5 separate regions of the Mus musculus genome follow, and all the other regions are linked to region 1. A link is a contact called in public Hi-C and HiChIP or PLAC-seq data. All regions are on one chromosome and are shown on one strand. The core of a region is the stretch at or near the end of the contact, and the rest is flanking DNA. Distances in the headings are between cores, read along the strand shown. Region 1 holds the start of Slc11a2 (solute carrier family 11 (proton-coupled divalent metal ion transporters), member 2). Region 2 overlaps Galnt6 (polypeptide N-acetylgalactosaminyltransferase 6). Region 3 overlaps Dip2b (disco interacting protein 2 homolog B). Region 4 overlaps Dip2b (disco interacting protein 2 homolog B). Region 5 holds the start of Galnt6 (polypeptide N-acetylgalactosaminyltransferase 6).

Region 1 (4,268 bases), core at 1,659-4,158:
TAATTCAGTTCTGTTGGGGCAACCTTAAGTGAGAATCAAGGAACAGAGCAACAAGAGTGGATAGGGTGTGCAGGAGAGACGCATGGAGACTGTGTGCAAGATCCATTCTTAGTTTTGCAATTTTTTCCCCCGAGACAGGGTTTCTCTGTATAGCTCTGGCTGTCCTGGAACTCACTTTGTAGACCAGGCTGGCCTTGAACTGAGAAATCCGCCTGCCTCTGCCTCCCGAGTGCTGGGATTAAAGGCGTGCGCCGCCACACCCGGCTCTTGTTTTGTTTTTTAAAGACAGGTTTTTTCTTTGTAGTCTTGGCTATCCTGGAACTTGCTCTGTAGACCAGGCTGGCCACAAACTCAGAGACCTTCCTGCTTCTGCCTCGTGAATGCTGGGATTAAAGGAGTTTACTACCAAGTCCTGCATGATTTTTATTTCAGTTTGTGTGTGTGGTGTATGTGTATGTATTTGCTATGTGGTGTGTGTATTTGGCATGTGTGTAATGTGTGTGGTGTATGCGTATTTGTATGGATTTGGTGTGGTGTGTGTGTTTGTAGTGTATGTGTATGTATTTGTCATGTGTGTATATGTGTGGTGTATGTGTATGTATTTGGTGTGTGTGGTGTATGTATTTAGTGTATGGTATGTGTGTGTGGTGTATGTATTTGGTGTGTGTGATGTAACAGTGGAGCCCAGAGCCCCACACTCTACCATTCAGCTATGCCTCATCCCTACTTCTCTTCTAGAATTCATAAATTCAAATCTTTCCTCTGCCAGATTTGATTTCATGGATGGTTTTATGGGCACTTCTATTTTCTGAGGACAAGTTGTCCTCAGCTTAATCTGCAAAGGCAACTTTGCCTTAGGCAACTGTCTGATAGCTACCACAGTTGGAAGCAGATCACTTCTTAACCTGGGACTTGCAGGAGTTGAGCAGGCACGGAGACTCTTCTCTGGGACGCTGCTCAGAAAACTCATGGTTTCCAGAACCGACATGCTGCTTAAATGTGCAGCCTGTGTCGGCAATCTGAGTCAGCGGCTCTTTCTGTTCGTTCTTAGGTAAGTACACCAGTTGTTTCCAGGAGGCAACCCCCCCGCCCCCCTTCTTTCTGTAAGCTTTCTTCCTACTACACAGAAAAACCCCTGCCCTGGATTTCTGTTTTGCTGCCTCGGGACTTTTTCTTTTCTGTCGGGTACTAAGTTCTGGTTCTGCCCATTTTGCTCCCCTGCCTGGAGATCACTGATTGACTAGCTAATGGCCGCCCTTGGCTCCTTCAGATCTGGAGGGAGAGACCAGGTGGCGTTTTCACCTTTACTTTGAAGTCTTATAATCACTTCAGTGTGGCACGTACTGAGTGGAAAATGGATGTGGGCTGTCAAGGCTTCGGGTTAATTGGTTCCACCTCCCTTCTCACAGGGACAGAGTCCTCTGCTCATCTACAGTGGAGTGAGTCCCTGAACCCCAGCTTCAACTCCCAGGGGAGTGGCCTCCAGACAAAAGGCTTTACTACATTACCGCCAGGGCACCCACTGCCCGCCTCCACGTCCTGCCCTGCCGAATGGCACATAAATGAAATCTCAGAAGAAAACTTTTAACTCAATTAATTTTTACTAATAACTAGGAGTGGCAGAAATACAATTCCTCCTTCTCATGGCCGGTCAAAGATGAAATTTGATTATGCTTTGAAGGGTGCGGTTTGAAATTTTTCCCTCAGTGTTGACCTACCTTAAGTGTTCTCTCTAGCCAAGGGGAGGCGTACTCCTCTGCATATATAGAGGCTGCGCTGCTCTGAAAAGCCAAACCAGTCCTGCACCATGGGGAAGAAGCAGCCAAGGGCGGCAGCAGCTGCTCCCAACTGTGAGCTAAGTAAGTGGCCACAGCCCAGGGACGCTGGCCAGCCGAGGAGCACACCTGGACGCTGACACAAACAGATCTCGCCCCTTTCTTTTCTAGATGCAGCGGAAGGTCCCAGAAGAAAGGTTCTGGGCTCGAAGGCATTTAAGAAGCCTTTCTCCAACGCCACGGATGAGCTGGAGAGGCGGCCAAGATTAATTTGTAGTTTCTCTTCTTTCAGGTGACGATTCTGTATGAAGAGCAGCAGCCCCAGCCAGGGGCCTTTCTGTTTGCTTTTGCTGTCATTTTTTTTTTTTTTTTAAAGTTTCCATCTTTAGGGTTTACCCTTTCTTCCTATCTCCGTTCTTACCAAATAATGAACATTTCTCCCGGCAGTTTCTATATGAAGAAAACAGGGCTGTCATCTATACTGTTGTAGGGGAAATCGAGAAGTCCTTTTCGGTGGCAACTTGGGGCGGGGGGTTGTCAGGTCATAAAACTGCGAAGAGGTGAGGCTGAGGCCGGGGATGGAGTGGGACTGTTTTGGGGGCAGGCAGGATAAAATGTGTGGAGAAGAGACAGAGCCAGGTGGGATCACTGTGAGTCTTGGGAGTAGGACGACGGGTGCAGCCGAACTGGCTCCACTGGTCGAAGTTTCTCGGTTCCTCCCAGGCGTGGGGTGTTCTTGGCGCGTCAGTGGGCACCGAGCAGTGGCTCAAGAAGCTAATAGGGACTGCCATGGCGCCTTAGGATCGAGTGTAGCTGTTTCTCGGAGTTATCATCTCTTAGGAGGAAAAAGGCGTGTAGCTGCCTAAAAGGAAGTGGCGGGAACTATGACAAAAATGTATATGTCCCGAGCATTCCGGGGATGGGAGTTGCCAATATAAGAACGCCGAAGGTTTGAACTGCGAGGACCGTGGCGCGCCCGGCGGAATCACGCCTCCGGATCAGCCCCGCCCCCGCTCAGGCCCCGCCCCCAGGCAGCTCGGATGGGCGGAGCCTCCGTTCCCGGTCCGCCGGCCACGCAATCCCGCAGCTGCAGGAGTCCAGCCAATCAGGAGAGGGGGGCTCCCGCCCGGCCGGCCAATCACGGGAGGGCAGGAGGTTGACTGGGTCGCCGCTGGCTCCTGGGATATGGAGTCGCCGGCGCGGCGTGTGTGGAGGTGGCGGAGCCGGTAAGCCGGGGTGCTGGCAGGGTCAGGGGTTACGGCGGCCCGCTGTGCGCGGGCGTGCGAGGGGGCTCGGACGGCGACCTACGGGGCTGGAGCAGCCTGCGGGGAGGGCGCAGCGGCGAGCCCGGGGAGGGAACCCGGTATCCCGAGGAGACCGGGAGGGCTCCCGGCTCAGCATAGGCGCCGACGATCACGGGCCTCGGCTCTTCACCGCCACCCGGGACACCGGACCACCCTTCCGCGGCCGGCCGGCCGGGGGGTGCGACCGCAGTGCCCTCCCGGAGCCCCGGGTGCCCTGCAGCGCAGCGCCCTGTCAGCCCAGCGGCTGCGGGAGCTGCGCGGTCTGCCCGAAGGCCTCAGGCCTCGCGGTTGAGTGCTGCTCGGTTGTCCGGCTGTGTGTGCAGCCTGGGACCCTGCGCCTTCCAAGGCCTCGTTCAGGGACACTTGCACGCGATGGATACTCCCCTTCTCAGCGGCGTCCTAGGCCGGGTAGTTTGCAAACTCATTTGTTTGATATTCCACCTTTGGATTCTTTGTCCGTTTCTTGGATACATCATATTTGGAAGGGCATCCTCAGAAGTAGAGTTTCCGCTGTATAAAATGGAGACACTCGGTTATCCCTTGGTTTTCAACGGTGTGATTTAAGGCAGCAAAAGCAAAATATGGGAGAAGAGCTGGTGAGGGCCGGTGGGCATCCGAGAGCTTCCATGTGACCCGTGGGGAAACCACGGGAAACTGTCCACGTTGTCCACCGTGGCATTCTCCACCCTGACCAAGTCTCCTTACTTCTTGGCTGTGTTAACTTTTGGTTCAGGCTCCTTAAGCTTTCCTGCGGTCCACACTTAAAGGTGGGGTGGGGGGATGGGGTGGTGGTGGTGGTGGTGGTGAAGGTTGGGTCTGTCAGGGCTGTTGGTGTTGTTAGTTAATACAGGTAAAGTGCTTAGGGCAGTCTCCTGCTGACCGGTATTTTTTTTTTTTAAATTACTGCTTGCTTGTGCCTGCTGTTTCCTTAAAGACTTTAACCTTCTCAGTAGTCTTTGCCCTGAGTCCCCTGGGCTATTGCCAAAGGTCCTCCAGGCAAGGCTTTCTAGCCATACTGTTAGTCTGCAAGTGCATCTAATTACAGGTGAAGAGATGCAAGGTGCTGACAGTACCTTCTTACTCTTTGTCTTTTTGAGACTAGATCTGGCTACCTCTCGTTAACTGGCCTTGAACTTGCAGTGTAGACCAAATTGTCCTCTAGCTTACAGTGATCCTCCTGCCTCTGCTG
Region 2 (4,382 bases), core at 1,173-3,672, 280 kb before region 1:
GGATAAAATTGCCCACACATTTGACTGTTTGATCAGATTAACCGGTTCTTATTACACACACACAAGGGCTGTGTCTCTGAGGGACAGTGTTCCTGCTTTCTGTCCTCCTACCCAGGTGCCCCACAGCAGCCCTGTAACCATGATTATATGAGTATTTGATACTTGGAGCCTGAGTCCAGCCTGGACCACATAGTGACACCGTGTCTTTAAAAAAAAAAAAAAAAAGCCAAGCTCACAAATGATCTGATTGACAGTTTTAAGTGATAACTCTGAGGCATAGGAAGAAGGAAGGAGGGGCAGGGGGAGGGGGAGGAGGGAGCCAAGAATATAATTCAGTCAGTACAGTGCTTGCTTTAGCATGCACAAGGTCCTGGGTTCAACCTATAGCATGGCATTAACCGAGCATGATGCCACATGTGTGTAATGCCAGGGTACCGGAGGTGGACACAGAAGGATCAGACACTCAGGGCGGGTTTGAAACCAGGGGCAGGAGAGAGGCCAAGGCCTGAAGGAGAGATGACTCGACACTTATGAGCACTGGCTGCTCTTTCCGAGGACCTAGGCTACATTCCCAGCAGCCACCTGGCTGGTCACAACTCCTACTCTAGGGGATCCAACACCTTCTTTTGGCCTCCACAGAAATGACACATAGCATAATGCATATATAACGTGATGCACAGACATACATGCAAGCAGAAACATCACAAAGTATTTTTATTTGAAACTCAAAAAAAAAAAAAAAAAAAAAAAAGGAAAAATAAAGAGTTGGAGGCTGTCCTGGCTGAGAGACTCTGAAGAGAAAGTAGGGAGAGCTCTGGAGCTAGGGCAATGTCCTGTGGCAGAGCACTCAACCTGGCATGCCCGAGGCTCTGAACTCTGGCTCCAGCACCATCAGACAGTAAAGAGACAGAGGAACCTGCAGGCACGGTGGTGGTGGTGTTTAGTTGCTTGGTTGGTTTGGTTTTGGTGTTTTTCAAGGCAGGGTTTCTCTGTGTAGCCCTGGCTGTCCTGGAACTCACTCGTAGACCAGACTGGCCCCAAATTCAGAGATCCACCTGCCTCTGCCTCCCAGGCCAGAAAACTGCAGTTTAAGGTTGCTTCCATATCTAGAACATTCTGGGAGACAATATGGAGAAGAGTCTGGAAGAGCAGTTGACTGTTATAACTAAGGCGACCATAGGAACAGGTTAAAAACTAATCCGGTAGGGAAGGGGCAGGGAGAACTCAGCTTGGCTCAGGGTGGAGTGGATAACGGGTGCTGGTGCTGAGGTCATGTGGGGATATGGGGTAGGGCATGGACTGAGGTGCAGAGTTTTGTTCAGGTTTGAGGTAAGTTAGCTTTCTGTCAGACATCCAAGTGAAGACTGCGAAGTTAGGAGGGAAGTCCTGGGTGCACAGTATGAGCCATGGGCTGTGTAGTGTGAGCTGTGGGCTGCACAGTGTGAGCCATGGGCTGTGCATGTGAGCCATGGGCTGTGCAGTGTGAGCCATGGGCTGCGCAGTGTGAGCTGTGGGCTGCACAGTGTGAACCATGGGCTGTGAATGTGAGCCATGGGCTGTGCAGTGTGAACCATGGGCTGTGCAGTGTGAGCCATGGGCTGTACAGTGTGAGCCATGGGCTGTGCAGTGTGAGCCATGGGCTGCAAAGTGTGAGCTATGGGCTGTGTAGTGTGAGCCATGGGCTGTGCAGTGTGAGCCATGGGCTGTGGAGTGTGAGCCATGGGCTGTGCAGTGTGAGCCATGGGCTGTGCATGTGAGCCATGGGCTGTGAATGTGAGCCATGGGCTGTGCAGTGTGAGCCATGGGCTGTGCAGTGTGAGCCATGGGCTGTGCATGTGAGCCATGGGCTGTGCAGTGTGAGCCATGGGCTGTGCAGTGTGAACCATGGGCTGCAAAGTGTGAGCTATGGGCTGTGTAGTGTGAGCCATGGGCTGTGCAGTGTGAGCCATGGGCTGTGGAGTGTGAGCTATGGGCTGTGGAGTGTGAGCCATGGGCTGTGTAGTATGAGCCATGGGGCTGTGCCATGTGAGCCGTGAGCTGCATGGGGTAGAAGAAAGGGGCATTTACCTCTTGACCTGAGGAGTAAGGTTGGGTGGTAGTGGCAGACCATGGCAACTAAGCCTGAGGGACCATATGCTGGCCCTCCTGTCTCTTACTCAGCTGTGCTATATTCTTTCCTGGGTCTTTTTTTTCCAGTAACTCCAGAGGTGGGACAAACAGCAGGTAGGATAGACAGACAGAGGACTGTTGCAGAGAGTTGTCTGACTGTCCTTCAAGGGCCTGAGGACCAGAACCTGCAGCCTCTAGCCCAGCCTCCTGAGACTAGAAGGAAGGCGTGGGAGAGCTGTATAGCACAGGGCCCTTGAAGTCACAGCTCAGTGCTTCTCACTGTCTAACCACACAGCCCGCTTCCTGTGATGCTTGCCCGTGAGTTATCTCCACCAAGGCTTCCTCTGGGGAACTAAGTGGGGTCTCAGGGAGGCTTCCGCTGAGCTGCTGAGAGGATGAAGGCCCAGCTGGGTTCCTCCCTTCCTGTCAGCAACACCAGGTTGTGGCCGGGTTGTGGCTCACATGTCCCATGACGGCAGGCCTTCCCTACGAAGGCCAGGGTCCAGCATCGCACAGTGCATTGCAGACACTTGCTAAGTCATTGCAGTGTTGAAGCCACCATAGAAGGCTAAATTGGAGCAGCCAGATTCTGGCACCAGAGACAAGTGGCTCCGTTTCTGGAGTAAGACAAGTCCCCCTCTCGGGTGACTGCCTGAAGTGTTTCATTTGCAAGGCTAGTGGGTCAGGGACACTTGCCTACCAGGAGGACTGGAGAAGACAAAGCAGAAGAGCTCAAGTTTCAAATTGTAGTTTCTTTCCCTGGGGCTCTGCTCTCCCAGGCAGTAACCAAAGGGGAGCTTGGCGGAATAAATCCCTTTCACACTCTTCTCCTTGGGGTCTGGCACAGGGAGAAGCATAAAGACTGGAGATAACTTAGGAGGGGTTGGGTGGGGGCAAGAGATCCCCTCAACCCAAGCTGCTCATGCTTGTTAAGTCCCTGTGGGTGCCCTCTTGGCTCCTGGAGGAGGTATATCTTCTCACAAAGGCTGGTTAGGATCCTGTTGTCATCATGGTAACTAGGATAACCTGAGCTCCAAGTCTTGACTTTGTCTGTTAACCCTAGGGTAGGTAGGTATGCCCTGTTCCACAGTGTAAGCTTCATAGAGAGATGGAGAAATGAAGTCAGTGTGAAAGCACCAGCTTTAGTGACTGGCACATAGTAGGTGCTCAGGTATTTGGGTGTATGTGTGTGTGTCTTTGATATTAGTGACAACAATAGAGAGATGGGGAAATGAAGCCAGCATGAAAACACCTGCATTAGTGACTGGCACATAGTAGGTGTTCAAGTGTGTGTGTGTGTGTTTGATATTGTGACTTACAAAGCATTGTGTACAGAGGAAGGCCCAATTGTGAACCCACAATCGGAAGGGAAGGACACAATTGTCAGAGACATCCTCCACTGCCAAAACAGCATGCGCCTCCATTCTACAGTTAAGAACTAGGGGAGGGCTGGAGGGACTGTTCAGGAATTAAAAGCATACACTGGGTTTCTGGAGGACCCAAGATTGGCACACTGGGCGCCTCAAACCTGCCTCTTAACTCCAGCTCCAAGGGATCCGACATCCTCTGCATCATTGTACTTGCGGGCACAGACACACACACACACACACACACACACACACACACACACACACACACACATACACACACACGTGCATTTTTTTTTTTTCGAGACAGGGTTTCTCTGTGTAGCCCTGGCTGTCCTGGAACTCACTCTGTAGACCAGGCTGGCCTCGAACTCAGAAATCCGCCTGCCTCTGCCTCTGGAGTGCTGGAATTAAAGGTGTGTGCCACCATACCCGGCTACGTGTGTAATTTTAACACAGACATACACACATGTGCATAATTTTGACAATCTTTTTTCAAAAAACAGAAGCTGGATGAAGTGATACAATGTCTTTTTAATTGCAGCACGGGGGAGGCAGAGGCAGGGGGAATCTGAGGCCAGTCTGGTCTACAGAGCAGGTTCCAGGACCGTCAAACTTAACAGTTAAGACATAAGATGGAGGATGCTCCAAATGGAGTCCTTTGAAGTAAAACTATGTTCTGTGTCCTGAGGATTTCAGATGGAGTCCCAGGGTCCTTAGGAATGTATCTCTATCCACTGTGGCCAAAAGAAGCCCCCACACTAGGCAGGCGCCTACCGCTGAACATTACCCACAGTCTCTTTTAGTATTTTAAATCTGCTTGGCTTGTTTTACTCTCCCTGAAGAGTCCCATACACAGGGCATAAAGTCAAAGATTAGGCCTGTGCGGGGCAGTGTAGCTTAGTG
Region 3 (4,449 bases), core at 1,890-4,389, 280 kb after region 1:
GTTCAAGTCCCAGCAACCACATGGTGGCTCACAACCATCTGTAATGGGGTCTGATGCCCTCTTCTGGTGTGTCTGAAGAAAGCAATGGTGAATGCTTAAAGTAAATAAATCTTTAAACAAAACAAAACAAACCAGGAACCAGCTGAAGCTCACGAGCAAAACAGAGAATGACAGTAATGAGGACAGACATCAGGGGCACAAGGTGCCAAGGGCTCACTTCACTGCGGGGCCAGCAGGCAGCCTGCAGCTACAATCAACAGCAGTCCCTTCTCAAGCACTGGACTACTGATAAGAAGGGGATTCTATCTTCCTGATCTGACAGAGTATCTGATAGTTTCCTTAATAACAATTTAAATAAGGCACTGGAGAGATGGCTCAGCGGTTAACAAGCACTTACTTCTGTCAAAGGACCCAAGTTCAGCTCCCACACCCATGGGTTTAGGCATGACCAACCATACTTGTCTGAGCCCACACTTTTTAAAAAATCAAAATGAGATCTTTTAAATAATTTCTTTTGTAGCTTAAAAAAAAAAAGCCATTGTCAACCAGGAATAATTGTAGAAATTTGTTTTCAAACTCAGGAATGGATTTGCAGCAGACACGCATGCCGGGGTGCACCTCTAGGGTTGATTTGCAGGGGACATGCGTGCCGGGGGCGCCTCTGGGGTTGGAGGGCGATGTGGGTGCTGGTTTTCTCCTGCCTCTCTGGGCCCTGGGCATCAGGCTGTAGGGCTTGGCAGAAAATGCCAAATAGATAACAATACCCTGGGTCAGTGCAGTGGCTTATCTATTTCTGGATAGCTTGGCTTTGAACTCATGACAATCAGTCCTCCTGCCTCCTGAGTGCCGGGAATAAATACAGTAGGAGTTACTACTTTGCTCAGATGGTGGTTCTAGGGAATAAGCCTAAGCCTTCGCGCTAGGCAAGCACACACTGCTCTTGAGCCCCTGCCCCTGCCCCTGCCCCAGCCCCAGCCCCTGCCCCAGCCCCGAGACCAATCCTAAAAGCATGGTTTGCCTGCTGTGGAGTGACGTGACTTATCAGGCACCACTTGATAGTGTTCATCAGAAGTCTACCATCTATTTGTAACCAATTAGAAGACATAGAAATGATTTGCTTATTGTTTTTAAGAGAAGAGAAGTCCCCAGTTTACTAACTTTTCCTAGCTGCTATGACTTTAGTTATGTGGACATTATATTAAAAATGTTTATTTTAGGGCTGGAGCAGGCGGGGCCGGAGTGAGATGGAAAAAATGTTTATTTTTAAAAAGTGAACACTTGGGGCTGAAGAGATAGCTGAGCAGTTAAGGGCACTGGACGTTCTTCCAAAAGACCCAGGTTTGATTCCCAGTAACAACGTAAAACAGGAAACAACCCAAATGGCCAAGCACAGACAAATGGATGGATAGACTATAGTCAGACTCAGCCATGAGCCGTCTATTGGGATGGATACAACATGGAAGAGTTTCAAAATACTTAGGGTGAATGAAAGTTAGCCCATCCCTCCTGCTCTACCTGTGCGTGTGCGTGTGTGTGTGTGTGTGTGTGTGTGTGTGGTGGTGGTGGTGGGGGAGACAAAACTGCATGGCTCTATTGCATAAACATCTAGAGAAAACACAAGCCAACACAGAGACAAGGAGAGCGAAGCAGTGGTTATCGGGGTGAGAGGAACGTGAAGCGCTCAGGAGACTGCAGAGATGGGCATTATCTTAACTGTGTTTCTATGTCACAACCTGGCAAAATACGTACCTACGTATGTGCTGTTAGGCTGTAGCTATAGCTACAGGCTTGGGGTGTGTGAAGACAGCACCAACTGTCCCCTCCAAAGTTACTTATATTATGTCAATCTTAATTGAATAAAACTGTAAAAATCAAATTTGAAAAGGCTTTTCAAATTTTGAAAAAGACTTAACTTGAAACTTGCTAAGACTTACAAGAATGAAAATGGCACCTGAAACAGACACCACCTGAAAGCAGAGACGTGCTGAGGAGCACTGAGTGGACGGGCCCTGGAGGACAGCGCCCACCAGAGCTGGAGCCATGACTCAGGAGTTAAGAACACTGGACGCTCTTCCAGAAGACGCAGGTTCAGTTCCCAGCTACCACATGGCAGCTCACAAGAGCCTGTAACTCCAGCTCTAGGAGATGGCACAGTGCATATATATATACATATAGCCAAAGCCCTCAGGCATACAAAACTTTAAAAAAATCTTTTAGAAAAGAAAGGAACAATAGATCCCGCCTCTGGGCCCACACAACAGGTAACAAAATTAGGTCTAGGCGAGTAAGCCACAGTGCACTGACATGCCGGATGAGCGTGCACTCTAACAATCACTACAAAGTAGCGCGACATCTCACTTGGGCATGGAGCAGGTGACTGCAAGCAAGCTCTTCACACAGAAGAGCCATTTCTCCTGCTACTAAATCTGTTGTGTGGTGCTAGGGACTGAAGGGGGGGGGGTGCTTCATGCTGAGCCTCATCCCCAGCCTAGGGATTCTCTTTCAAGTAACATTTAAGTGACAGAATGGCAGCTCTCAGGAGGTGATGGCTAGTTAGGTTTACCCTTCTGTGGTACTGTGCATATATAGGCAACTGTCAGGTGAGAGGGGTTTCCTGCCTGTGACACTTAGGGTTGATAAGGACTGAGTTAACCATTACCCACTGACAATGAGCATCTGGCTCTCTCCTGTCTGCAGACCCACTGCTCTCCCTATCTTGCAAACACGTACAGGCAACACAGCCTGGCAGGGCCGTCTTAGTGAAAGTCCTTGGCACAGGGTAAGGCACCGCAATCCCATACAACACCTCTGAGGTGGATGAAAACCAGCAATGTCCAGTGTGCCCCAGGGCATCATTCTTAGGTAAAGAAATGCAGAGGCTGAGATTAACACATTATGGAGAAAAGCTTTTCCTTGTCGTCCAGCCCATCCCTGGCAGGTAGGAACCTTGTCAGAGCACACGTCCACACACAGCTTCCCTCCACTTGGGGTCACCTGCCCTCTCTCACTGCACCAAACAATAACCTCACAGGCTGCAGGGAAGCCCGGAAACCGAAATAACTAAGTTAGTCTGTGGGTCAGCACTGTATTTATTTCTGTATGAATGAGCAGTGGCGTTACACAAAGGACCTCTATAAAGAGAGCTGAGGTCATCGCCTCATGACATCAGCACATGAGACAACTGCAGCACAGTCACTCAGGCAGTAAAGGATGGGGAAGGCCACAGGTGCTAACACTAGGAGTCACTGCACACTTAGAAAACTTGAGTTTTCTAATCCACGGCAGTTTAACATAGGCGTCAATAATCACATTTTAGGTTGACTGAGGTCTTATCTGAGAGTCATTTATGAAAAAAAAGACAAATCATTTTCCATGCCAACTGTTCTCATTGCTTCTAAACTGCATGACACCATAAATAAAGCCAAAACGTCCGCCCCCTTAAAGCTTTTCCTCCTTAAACCCGTTTGATCAGGCAGCTCTCAATTTTCATCCGGTTAGTAACCCAGGAGACTGTACCTCCCACAGGGAGAGCAGAGTGACTTGTGCCCCAGAAGTGAGCTCCACACAACACAGCACACGGACGTGTGGGCTGACAGTCAATGTACAAAGATCGAAGAGGACTGTGGTACACAGGAGGCTGTATGTGTGGGTGGGGTGTGCTTGCAGGTGTGTGTTTCTGGAGGCCAGAGGTTGACATGGGTTTGGTGACTGGCTGACTGGCTGGCCAGTGAGCCCTAGGAACCCACTTGCCTCCTCCGCACACAGTGCTAGAGTTACAGATGTGTACCACTGCACTCAGCCTAGGAAGGAGCTGGAGGTTCAAACTCCATTGAGCCACCCCAGCTGCCTGCGTTCTGACCATTGTATAATTGCCAGATGCTGACTTTAAAAATATTCAATGATGAGCAATCCCATCATTCCTCCTCCTCCTCCTTCTCCTCCTCTTCCTCTTCCTCCTCTTCCTCCTCCCTAGAATACAGCCTCTTAACTTTGGTCCTCAGGACTAGCAAAAGGACATAGCTAGATAAAACTATGTGATGGCCCTGAGTTAGAGGTTGCAGGTCCTGGGACACATTAAGTGGCTTCAACTACAAAAGGAGCAGCCAAGCCACTTTTGCTTGCTTGTTTGTTCTTAGACTGGGTTTCTCTATGTGGCTCCGGCTACCCTGAAACTTACTCTGTAGAGCAGGCTGGCCTAGAACTCAGAGATTTGCCTTCCACTGCTCCTGAGTGCTGGGATTAAAGGCGTGCATCACCACTGCCCCCAAAAGCGGCAAATTCCACTGCTAACAGAAGAAGCTAGCAGAACCTGAGGATATAGGTCTCATACCTTCCCTCTCTGGAGCAAAGTACTTGTACCTGGGTATATGCAGGACAGTTGAATGAGAAAACCAAGATCTATCACACTGGGGGGCTGTGTGAGATAGCCTGGAGGGACCTCAACATCTC
Region 4 (4,141 bases), core at 1,092-3,591, 360 kb after region 1:
GTACATATGGGGGGTAGGTCAGAGGAAGACTGTTGGGAGTCAGTTCTCTCCTTCCATGTAGTTCCTAGGGATTGAACGTGAGTCCCCAAGAGGCCGTTAAGTGCTGACCTTGATTTTTCTATCTATCAATTCATTTATATGAGTACTCCATTTGTACGTATGCCTTCATAGCAGAAGAAAGCATCAGATCCCATTACAGATGGTTGTGAGCCACCATGTAGATGCTGGGAATTGAACTCAGGACCTCTGGAAGAACAAACAAGTGCTCTTAACCACTGAGCCATCTCTCCAGCCCCTAGTCCTTGATTTTTAAAAAGGGTTTAAGACAATGAAATGAGACGGGGGTTCTTTGAAAACAATGACACTAAAAGAACTGGATCTCCATCTGCATAAGAGCACACATGAGCTGCTATCAGTATCACATGTAAAATCTGAAGGTCAGAGTCAAATGTAAGAGCTGAAACCACACAGTGATGGCAGCTGCACAGCCGGAATGAACTGAGGGTCTCTGAAATGCACATTCTTAAAGCTTTTTATCTTATGCATCTAGGTGGTTTGCCTACTTGGTACGAGAAGAGACTGCAAGAGGGCATCTGAACTGGAGTTACAGACAGTTGTGAGCCACCATGTAGGTGGAAAGAATCAAACTTGGGTCCTCTGGAGGAGCGGTTAGTACTCTTGACTGCTGGGCCATGTCTCCAGCCCTTGAAATATATGTTTTAAAGGGCAAGTGTTTGGCAGGTGTATTTTTTAAAATCACTGGTCTTAGTAGCACTCTGAAGGTACAAGCAAGTCCAAGGCTAGTCTAGACTGCACAGTAAGACCTTGTCACTTAAAAAAAAATTTAACAAACAAACAAACAAATAATGTTCAGGCTTGGTGATACACAGCTACTCCTGCTGGGAGACAGGGGACATTCTGGCAAGGTTTGGAAAACTAAAAATCCCTCACAAGCCTGCTATGTCACCATCTCTTTCAGGGACCACAAAACAATCAGCCTGACCTAGAGTCGGGTGGCAGCCAGGCTTCCTACTGCAGGGAAGGCAGACACTTCATCAATCACTCAGGGTCATAAAAGTTTTTGCCAAAAACCTTTTATTTTTTTTTTTTATTATTTATTTTGAGATGGGATTTCTCTACATAGCTCTGGCTGTCCTGGAACTCACTCTGTAGACTAGGCAGGCCTGTAGCTCACAGAGATCTGCCTGCCTCTGCCTTCCAAGTGCTGGGATGAAAGGCGTGCACCACAGTGCACAGCCAAAGAAGAAGTTCTGATAAACCTGGCCATGATGGCGCATGCCTATAATCCCAGCTCTTGGGAGGTGGAGGCAGGAGAATCAGAAGTTCAAATTCATCCTGGAAAATAAAAACCAAATAAACAGTTTGAGGCTGTGGCTGACAACAAGACAGAACATGAGCAATGAGAAAATGCGATGCTATAGGCCTGCCACCTCAGGTACTTCGGAGCCACTCCCTGACTCTGGCTGATCTGAATCAAGCCTAGAACTGAACTCCCATGTTTTCTCAAACTCCCTACTCTTGGCTTCCTTGTCTACCTAGCTGATCCCCAAATCTTTAAGCCACAATTTAAGCATCGTTGTCTCTCAAAGCTCAATCCTGGAACTGAGCAAGGCCCTGGTGTCATTCTCAGACAGGAGAACTACACTTCTAACCCAGCACTTGCCTGGTTATGGGTGAGCCAAGCAGATGAACTCTTTATTCTCTTTGCCATCCGAGTGCTTAAGCCAAGGTGACCTCACACATGTGGGCAAGCACACAGGCACTCCAGTTCCACACATCCCAGCAGCCCCAGGCCACCTACGCACAGTTATGTAAGGGAAAAGAAACGAGTGTCCATGTCACGGACATCACGGCCAGCTTTCCCTAGCTGGGTCCAGTACAGCTTCACACTTGGAATTTGTCTGCCCCCTTTACTTCCTTGGAGACATCCTCACAAAGGCACTATGGGCTCATTGGCTTGTGTCACTCTTCTGGGTAGACTGACTGGTGTTTTGTTTTGTTTTGTTTTGTTTTGTAATTTCGAGACAGGGTTTCTCTGTGTAGCTCTGGCTGTCCTGGAACTCACTCTGTAGACCAGGCTGGCCTCGAACTCAGAAATCCGCCCGCCTCTGCCTCCCGAGTGCTGAGATTAAAAGCGTGCGCCACCACGCCCGGCTTTCTTCTGGATAGACTGAGACCATACACTGAGAGTGCTATCTAATTTATGCCTGTACTGCAGCCTAGGCCACACCCCGCAAATCACCCGACCTACTAATGGGTATTCAAATGGCATACATTTGAATGTGATCACACTGCTGACCAAAATACCAGTCATTAACTTCAGTTATCTCACTTTCTTCCAAAGTCCAAAGTGAAGGCCTTCCTCTAACAGCCTCAGTGCTCACCCCAGCTGGTCCCACACAGCAAGCGAGTTCACTGTTACCTTTACTTCCAGTCAGTGTCAGTCATAAAATCTGTATTGAGATACACTATGTGGATCTCCAATCAGCAACGACAAAAGACAGGAAGAAATTCAGTACTGACTCAACAATGCCTGTGCTGCCTCCCCATGTGCCCACTGTGTGTGGTGCTGGAAGCTCAGTAAGGCTCCAGGCTCCCAGCGCTGGCATTGTATTCAGTCTAACACTTCATGTGACCATCCTCCCTGAGCCCAGCAAGAAAGACCAATCAGCCTGTGCTAAGGAAAATCGCTGAGCTCTGCAGCACGAGAATTTCCATGTTCATAGTGATATGTATCAGGGTTAAGACATAAGCCTAACCTTAAAATTAACATATATATGAATATGTAGATGAGGGCATATCTATATAAATATCCTATAGATAAACTCTCAGTGTTTCTGCATTTTAACTGTGTTCTATCGAAGTGAGGCTCTACCACACTGTCAGTACTCACAAAGTACTAAATGTCTCAGCTTTCAGAGCAACACTTCAAAGAAGCCTGGCATGGTGGCACACACCTTTAGTCCCAGTACACAAGGCAGAGACATGTGGTTCTACTATGAGTTTGAGGCCAGCCTGATCTACAAAGAGAGTTCCAGGACAGCCAGGGCTTCACAGAGAAACCCTATCACAAACAAACAAGCAAGCAAGCAAGTAACAACAACAACAACAAAAAAAAAACAACAACAAAAAACACTTCAAAAACAAAAACTGAAATTAAATAAACATACATGTACTATGTGACCAAACAGCTCTACTACTGGCTATAGCCAATATATGGACACCAAGAAAAGCAAGCATTTGTAAGTCAAAAAATATAAGCAGACCACATGTCTATCAACAACAAAGCAAATGAACTATCACAGCTATAAGTATTGTGTACCATGGAGGAGAAAGCACAGACCCAAAAGTGAAGTCAGAGACAAAGGACAGCATTCCTAAGATGCCACTTAAATAAACGCAAGAACATGTAAAGCACACAAGTGCACAGGCCGCATTCGGTGACGTCTGTGGGGATGCTAGCTGGGAAGGGGCACTTCCAGATAATGGAGATGTTGGCACTCTTTTTTGCTGGTTTTGTTTTGTGACAGTGTCTCATACAGCCCAGGCTGGCCTCCAACTCACTATATGGCTGAGGATAACCTTGAACTAGTCTTCCTGCCTCCACCTCCAGGTGTATACCAACACAGGCAGTTTTATGGGGTGTCGGGCTCTTAGCTTTTCTGCAAGATAGATGGGCGCTCTATACACTAAACCACATCCCTGGCCAATGTTTTCTTCTTCACCACCACAGTAGGCTCATGGGTGCATTGCTTTTGTAAAAATGCAATGTAAATCCACTGAACTACTGAACTCAGTTTTACAAACTTTGAAAACACTGATTCTGAGGACTAGGGAGATGGCTGGCGGTGAGGAGCCCCTGCTGCTCTTTCAGAGACCTAGGTCCAGTTCCCAGCCCCTCCTCAGGGGGCACATGACCCCTATAATTCCAGCTCTAGGCTAGTCAGAACAACAAGACCCTGCCTCAAAACAAACATTGCAGAAACAAACCTGAATTGTACATGGCCCTCTCTTCTTGTTTGTTCTGCTCTTTGTTCTTTACTGGTTGGTTTGTTGAGGCACAATCTCAGTATGACTTCTAACTGTGTGCTGGCCTCAGCCCACCAAGTCCTATGGCTAG
Region 5 (4,742 bases), core at 1,310-3,809, 310 kb before region 1:
AGTCAGGCATGGTGGTTCATTTGTCTAATCCCAGCACTTGAGAGGCTGACTCACGAGGATTGAGACCAGCTTGGCTAGCTACAGGAGGCCTTTTCTTGAAATGCAAAAATGAAAGGGGGGGTGGCTCACACCTTTAATCCCCACACTAGAGAGGTAGAGGCAGGTGGATCTCTGAGTTTGAAGCCAGCCTGATTTACATAATGAATTCTCAGACAGCTAGGGTTACTTAGAGAGATTCTGAATCAGATAGATAGATAGATAGATAGATAGATAGATAGATAGATAGATAGATAGATGACCTCTGACCTGCATGTACAACACACACACACAAATCACTAAAAGAAACAGATTGAAAATGATCAAAGTGCATTATATATACATCTACGAAGTGTCATAATGAAACCTTTGTTTCCCATAACTAATGAACGCTAATCAACTTCTTATTCCCAAAGTGAACTCATTAATAACAGCTTCAGAATTTGAGGTACACACATCGGCTGGCACTCCTCGAAAAGCCAAACAGTCTCTTTCACGCTCCAAGGCAGAGTAAGAGGTCATGAGCCTACCCTGGAGCAGTCTGAGGTCCCTCAGGTCAAGTTGGGACCTGACTAAGATCACACAGTGCTGAAGGTCGAAGAGCTAAGTGAAAGGGAGGTGGGAGCAAAGGCCAAACCACCGAGTCTCACACCCAAGGGACGAGAAGCAAAGACAGCGGCGGCCCATTATCTGCAGCAGGAAATGTTGGTGATCCCAAAGCCTGGTAAAGTGTCACCCTTCACCTAAGTAAGCAAGCTCAGTAAACTTCCCCGCTGTGATCTCCTGGCCTTCCCAGAATGCCTCTGGTCCCCTCTGAGCGCTCAATTCAACGACAGGGGTGCTGGGTCCTGGCCCCTGAGCCTTAGAGACTCAAAACTGCAAAGCCATTTTAACATCAACCAAAACAGAAAGATCCATTCCATTTCCCCCCCCCCCCCCCGTGGTGTTTGTTTGTTTTTTGGAGGCAGAGTATCGATATTCATCTCAAGCTTCCTTTCACTGTGTTGTCTGCAGCCACAGATCCTCCTGCATCCTCCTGCTTCCGAAATGCTGGGATCAATGTCTACCAGAAAGCATCCGAACTTGGGGATCATGGTACATCACTTCTGTAATCTCAGAGCTGCAGACGCCGAGGCCAGAGGATCAGGAGCACAAGGCCATCCTCGAGTCTATGGAGAATTTTGGTTTCTTTTAAAACCCAGTTATGTTGTGGGAATGAGTGTGTGTGTGTGTGTTGTGTGTGTGTCTATACCTATCTATCTTGCCCCAGAGAACCAGAACCCCTAATCATCAAGAAGTAGTCTATATACACCCCCTTTCTCCTCTAACTTCTTTCTCTCCAACCTACTGTTGGGGTTTGTAATAAAAGTCGGGAGGTAGACGTATAAGAACCTAATAAAGTAGTTTTTTTTTTTTTTAAAAAAGCCAAAACTCAACTATATTATGTAGGGAGTTCAAGACTACCTTTGTCCACTTGAGACTCTTTCTCAGAAAACACACATGAGGGCTGGAGAGATGGTTTGTTGGTGAAGAGCAATTGCTGCTCACTGCTGTATAGCTCGGGGTTCAGGTCCCATCACCCCTGTAAAGCCAGGCATCTGCCTCTAACCAGCTCTGAGGGATTACACCTCTGGCTGTGTGCTAGGAGGGCCACATGCATATAAATGAGTAAATAAAACCCTTCTTTAAAACCACACGAAAAGAAAGTTTCCAAATCACCAGGAATTCAGAACTAGGATAAGAAAATTACGTCAGGATGGTAGGCTCAGAACCCATGAGCAGCCACTGTCTAGGTGGCAGGACGACTCAGAATCAGACGCGAGTTTAAGTAATTTTTGTTATTTATATATTTATTTGTATTTATTGAGACGCGATCTCCTATGTAGCTCAGGTTGGCCTGGAACTCAAGATCTCCCTGCCTCCGCCTTCCGGAGCTAGGTTTTAGGATTGTGCCAAACCTAAATCTGCATTTCTAACCACCTCGAAGGTGTTCTGCGTGTCCGGACCGCATTTCTGAACCTCACTCGGCAACCTCCCACTGACCCTACCCTTGGATAGCAGGAGTTAGGTACTGAGGCTGGGATTTGGCTGGGTGAGGCCGGGCACTTGCCAGTTGGCAGTTAGATGGGAGGGGAAGTTATCTGTTCACAACCTCAGACGCCTGGGACAGAGCCTCGGGGCTCGCTGCCGCCCAGCCCGCCCTGAGAGCTGCTGGCCTCGGGCTCTGAGGTCCGCAGCCCCTCCGCCACCGAGCCAGCACGTTGCACACCGTGGCTTGCTGCTCTCGCCCTGCGGAGCAGGTGGCTTGGAGTGGCGATGGCCTGGGATGCGGGTGGCCTTGGGTGGCGGTGACATGGGGTGGCGGTGCCCTGGGGTGGAGCTGCCCGCGATGCAGTCTGGCCTCGGACCGTGCACCCAACGTGAGCGGCCTCGCATGCCGGGGTTGGGAGCGGAGTCACAGCACCTGCCCGAGCGGGGCGGGGCGTCATCCTCGACAGGACCCGCCCTGGACCCGCCCTCCCGGTCGCCCCGTCGGGAAACCCACGAGCAGCTCGGCGGCAGCGGCAGCGGCAGCGGCTTTGCCTCGGCGCGGTAGGTAAGCAGCAACGGGTCGCGACCCCATGGTGCCCTCGGACCTGGCAGCCCCGTGCTCCTCCGGGACTCCCTCCCAGCCGTCCCCTCCCCCACCCCCCTCAGTGAGATGAAGGGGCTGAGCCAGACTCATCCCCCATGCCTTCGCTTTTTGCCCCGCGCGGTGCCATCTAGCGTCTCTCGCGGTGAGACCCCTTCACCTCTGCGGTTAAGAAGCTGAGGGGCGAACTGGGAGCCCCGGAATCCCTCTTCTCCTCGCTCTCGCCCCGGTGCCTACTGTGTGCCTCCCCCGATTTGACCACCTCGTGTGCTCAAGCGTTGGGACTCCTTCCTGCCATACCCTGAACAGAAGGGACAAACCAGGAGAAGCCTCATTGGTGGGGGGTGGGGGGCCCCTCAGAGTCCTTTCCTGATTGATCTCCCCTTGGATGCTTAGCGCTTTGGAGGAGTGGGGGACGGAGTTCTGTGGTATTGTGTAGAGTGTATGACTGTGACTGTCACCACCAACTTCCTGATTCTCCCTCCCTCGTGATGACAGAAAGGAGAATCCTCCTGCTACTTGCCCAAAAGCCAGTCATCTAGAGACTCCAGACCACTGCAGAGGGCTCGCCTGATTTTGTGGACACTGCTGGCGATTGCTTGTCTCAAAGCACAAAAAGGAACCCGGCCGGGTCTTGAGCCGTAATCGCCACAGTGGTTCCAGGGAGAGCTGTAAGGTTGCACTCTGAGCTCATCCCTACAATGACTGAGGTTAATGACAGACACACCAAAGAGCCTCCAGGGCTACCTTCGCTTCACCACAGGTGTGTGTGTGTGTGTGTGTGTATTACATAGGCCGGGCTCTCCTGACAGGACAGCTGTTTCCCTGCTTGGCAGAGAAAAGCTAAGAAGGATGAGATAGGCAAATTCATATGATGACTAGATCAAGGTTTTGAAATACTCTTCATTCAGATTGTCCAAGGGCAGCCTGCATCATCGCAGGCTCCGTGTCCTCATGGACGCCCTGTGCTTTAAAGAACCCAGAGGTGGGGATACCAGGACCCCACAGCAATCGAAACTCTGAAAGAGACTGGGTACTGAGTAATTACTACCCACAGCTGGCACTGCCTCCAGCATACACAAGAGCCCAGCGAAAGGGAGGCCCCCTGGGTGTCAGGTGCCCTCTGAGATCAGAACTGTCTTCGTCCACGTTCAACTGGGAGAAACCCAGACCCGAGATCTAACCATAGGCTGAGTCCTGTTTGCACTGCCTAGAACAGAAGTCGGGTTTGGGAGGGGCCCTGTCCTCAGCTGTTCGTAGGGAAGGCTGTGGTGTATATAATGAAGGCTACAGGTGGCTGACTCAGCTCTGCCACTAATGTAGCTGCAGAACCTTGGCCACATCGCCACGTAAACATTCCAGGGCGGGGCGGGGAGCAAATGAGAAGGTGCAAGGGCTTTAGGGACCAACTGAACATAAGATGTGTCGTGGCTTTGGACGGACAACCCTGAGTGTGAGTTTAGCCTCTGGTCTTGCCTAGCTGTGTGCATAAGGCTCTGGTTCCAGTCTCCAGCACTGGATAAACTGGGCATGGTGGCCCGTGTCTGTAATGCCAGCATTTAAGAGGTGGAAGCAGGAAAACCCAAGGTTCAAGCTCATCCTTGGCTACGTGTTGAGTTTGAAGCCAGCCTGGACTATAAGACTCTGTCTCAATGCAAAAGTCAAGACCAAAGAAAACAAAATATAACTTGGGTGAGACTTTGGTTTGATTTTTTATTCCATCTTTGTGCTTTGAGACAGGTTCTCTCTTCATAGCCCAGATTGGCCTAGAACTCACTGTGTAGACCAGGCTGGACTAGATGGAACTCACTGTGTAGACCAGGCTGGACTAGGTGGAACTCACTGTGTAGACCAGGCTGAGTTCCTGCTCACAGAGATCTTCCTGCTTCTGCTCATCATCGCCCCATCCCCCACCCCCTAAGTGCTGAGACTAAAGGAGTGTGTCACCACTACAGCTCAGCTACTCAGGAGGTTGAGGCAAGGTTGCTTGAGCCCAGGTGTCTAGGGTGAGCCTGGGTGACAAGAGTGCAGCGGATCATAGTCTGAGTCCTTGGAGCCAATGCCTTCTTTTTCT

Evidence for each region. A called contact is a pair of places that touch in the nucleus more often than the background predicts. HiChIP or PLAC-seq counts read pairs in DNA pulled down with a chosen protein or histone mark.
Region 2: a Hi-C map of B cells shows a contact between it and region 1, with 5 read pairs. The contact joins the enhancer-like site here to the promoter of Slc11a2 in region 1. A contact is called at or near these places in 1 of 484 Hi-C or Micro-C datasets (B cells), 8 of 115 datasets of contacts at active chromatin or transcription factors (the SCID.adh cell line, embryonic stem cells, kidney and 3 more) and 3 of 9 other capture datasets (adipose tissue, liver and pancreatic islet).
Region 3: an H3K4me3 HiChIP or PLAC-seq map of stem cell-derived neural progenitor cells shows a contact between it and region 1, with 4 times the contacts expected there. The contact joins the enhancer-like site here to the promoter of Slc11a2 in region 1. A contact is called at or near these places in 3 of 39 promoter capture datasets (the 3T3-L1 cell line, hippocampal neurons and stem cell-derived epiblast-like cells), 3 of 115 datasets of contacts at active chromatin or transcription factors (embryonic stem cells, extraembryonic endoderm stem cells and stem cell-derived neural progenitor cells) and 2 of 9 other capture datasets (liver and pancreatic islet).
Region 4: a contact with region 1 is called in an H3K27ac HiChIP or PLAC-seq map of embryonic stem cells, with 10 times the contacts expected there. The contact joins the enhancer-like site here to the promoter of Slc11a2 in region 1. A contact is called at or near these places in 4 of 39 promoter capture datasets (the 3T3-L1 cell line, 3T3-L1-derived adipocytes, cranial neural crest and 1 more), 5 of 115 datasets of contacts at active chromatin or transcription factors (embryonic forebrain, embryonic stem cells, microglia and 1 more) and 1 of 9 other capture datasets (embryonic stem cells).
Region 5: an H3K27ac HiChIP or PLAC-seq map of embryonic stem cells shows a contact between it and region 1, with 12 times the contacts expected there. The contact joins the promoter of Galnt6 here to the promoter of Slc11a2 in region 1. A contact is called at or near these places in 1 of 484 Hi-C or Micro-C datasets (embryonic stem cells), 6 of 115 datasets of contacts at active chromatin or transcription factors (embryonic stem cells, extraembryonic endoderm stem cells, microglia and 1 more) and 4 of 9 other capture datasets (adipose tissue, embryonic stem cells, liver and 1 more).

The regions. Positions count from the first base shown.
Region 1 is chr15:100,421,695-100,425,962 of GRCm38.p6, reverse strand. Slc11a2 (solute carrier family 11 (proton-coupled divalent metal ion transporters), member 2) reads left to right here and starts at 2,908. Exons shown (of 17, transcript NM_008732.2): 1 at 2,908-3,001. It overlaps Gm5475 (predicted gene 5475), which reads right to left and starts at 2,770. Exons shown (of 3, transcript NR_040351.1): 1 at 1,719-2,770.
Region 2 is chr15:100,704,506-100,708,887 of GRCm38.p6, reverse strand. All of the region lies in intron 4 of Galnt6 (polypeptide N-acetylgalactosaminyltransferase 6), which reads left to right. Among named protein-coding and RNA genes, the nearest start is that of Galnt6os, 11 kb to the right of the region's middle. Within about 2 kb of position 2,422, at least 112 of the 459 cell types and tissues checked have an H3K27ac peak or open chromatin away from gene starts, as enhancers often do. A contact at or near this core is called in B cells and the SCID.adh cell line, where this site is marked.
Region 3 is chr15:100,144,356-100,148,804 of GRCm38.p6, reverse strand. All of the region lies in intron 4 of Dip2b (disco interacting protein 2 homolog B), which reads right to left. Among named protein-coding and RNA genes, the nearest start is that of Atf1, 81 kb to the left of the region's middle. Within about 2 kb of position 3,139, at least 60 of the 459 cell types and tissues checked have an H3K27ac peak or open chromatin away from gene starts, as enhancers often do. A contact at or near this core is called in extraembryonic endoderm stem cells and stem cell-derived neural progenitor cells, where this site is marked.
Region 4 is chr15:100,061,666-100,065,806 of GRCm38.p6, reverse strand. The region is part of intron 1 of Dip2b (disco interacting protein 2 homolog B); the gene reads right to left. Among named protein-coding and RNA genes, the nearest start is that of Dip2b, 25 kb to the right of the region's middle. Within about 2 kb of position 2,341, at least 22 of the 459 cell types and tissues checked have an H3K27ac peak or open chromatin away from gene starts, as enhancers often do. A contact at or near this core is called in embryonic stem cells, where this site is marked.
Region 5 is chr15:100,727,193-100,731,934 of GRCm38.p6, reverse strand. It overlaps Galnt6 (polypeptide N-acetylgalactosaminyltransferase 6), which reads left to right and starts at 2,559. Exons shown (of 12, transcript NM_001161767.1): 1 at 2,559-2,632. It overlaps I730030J21Rik (RIKEN cDNA I730030J21 gene), which reads left to right. Exons shown (of 3, transcript NR_045782.1): 3 at 1,051-1,430.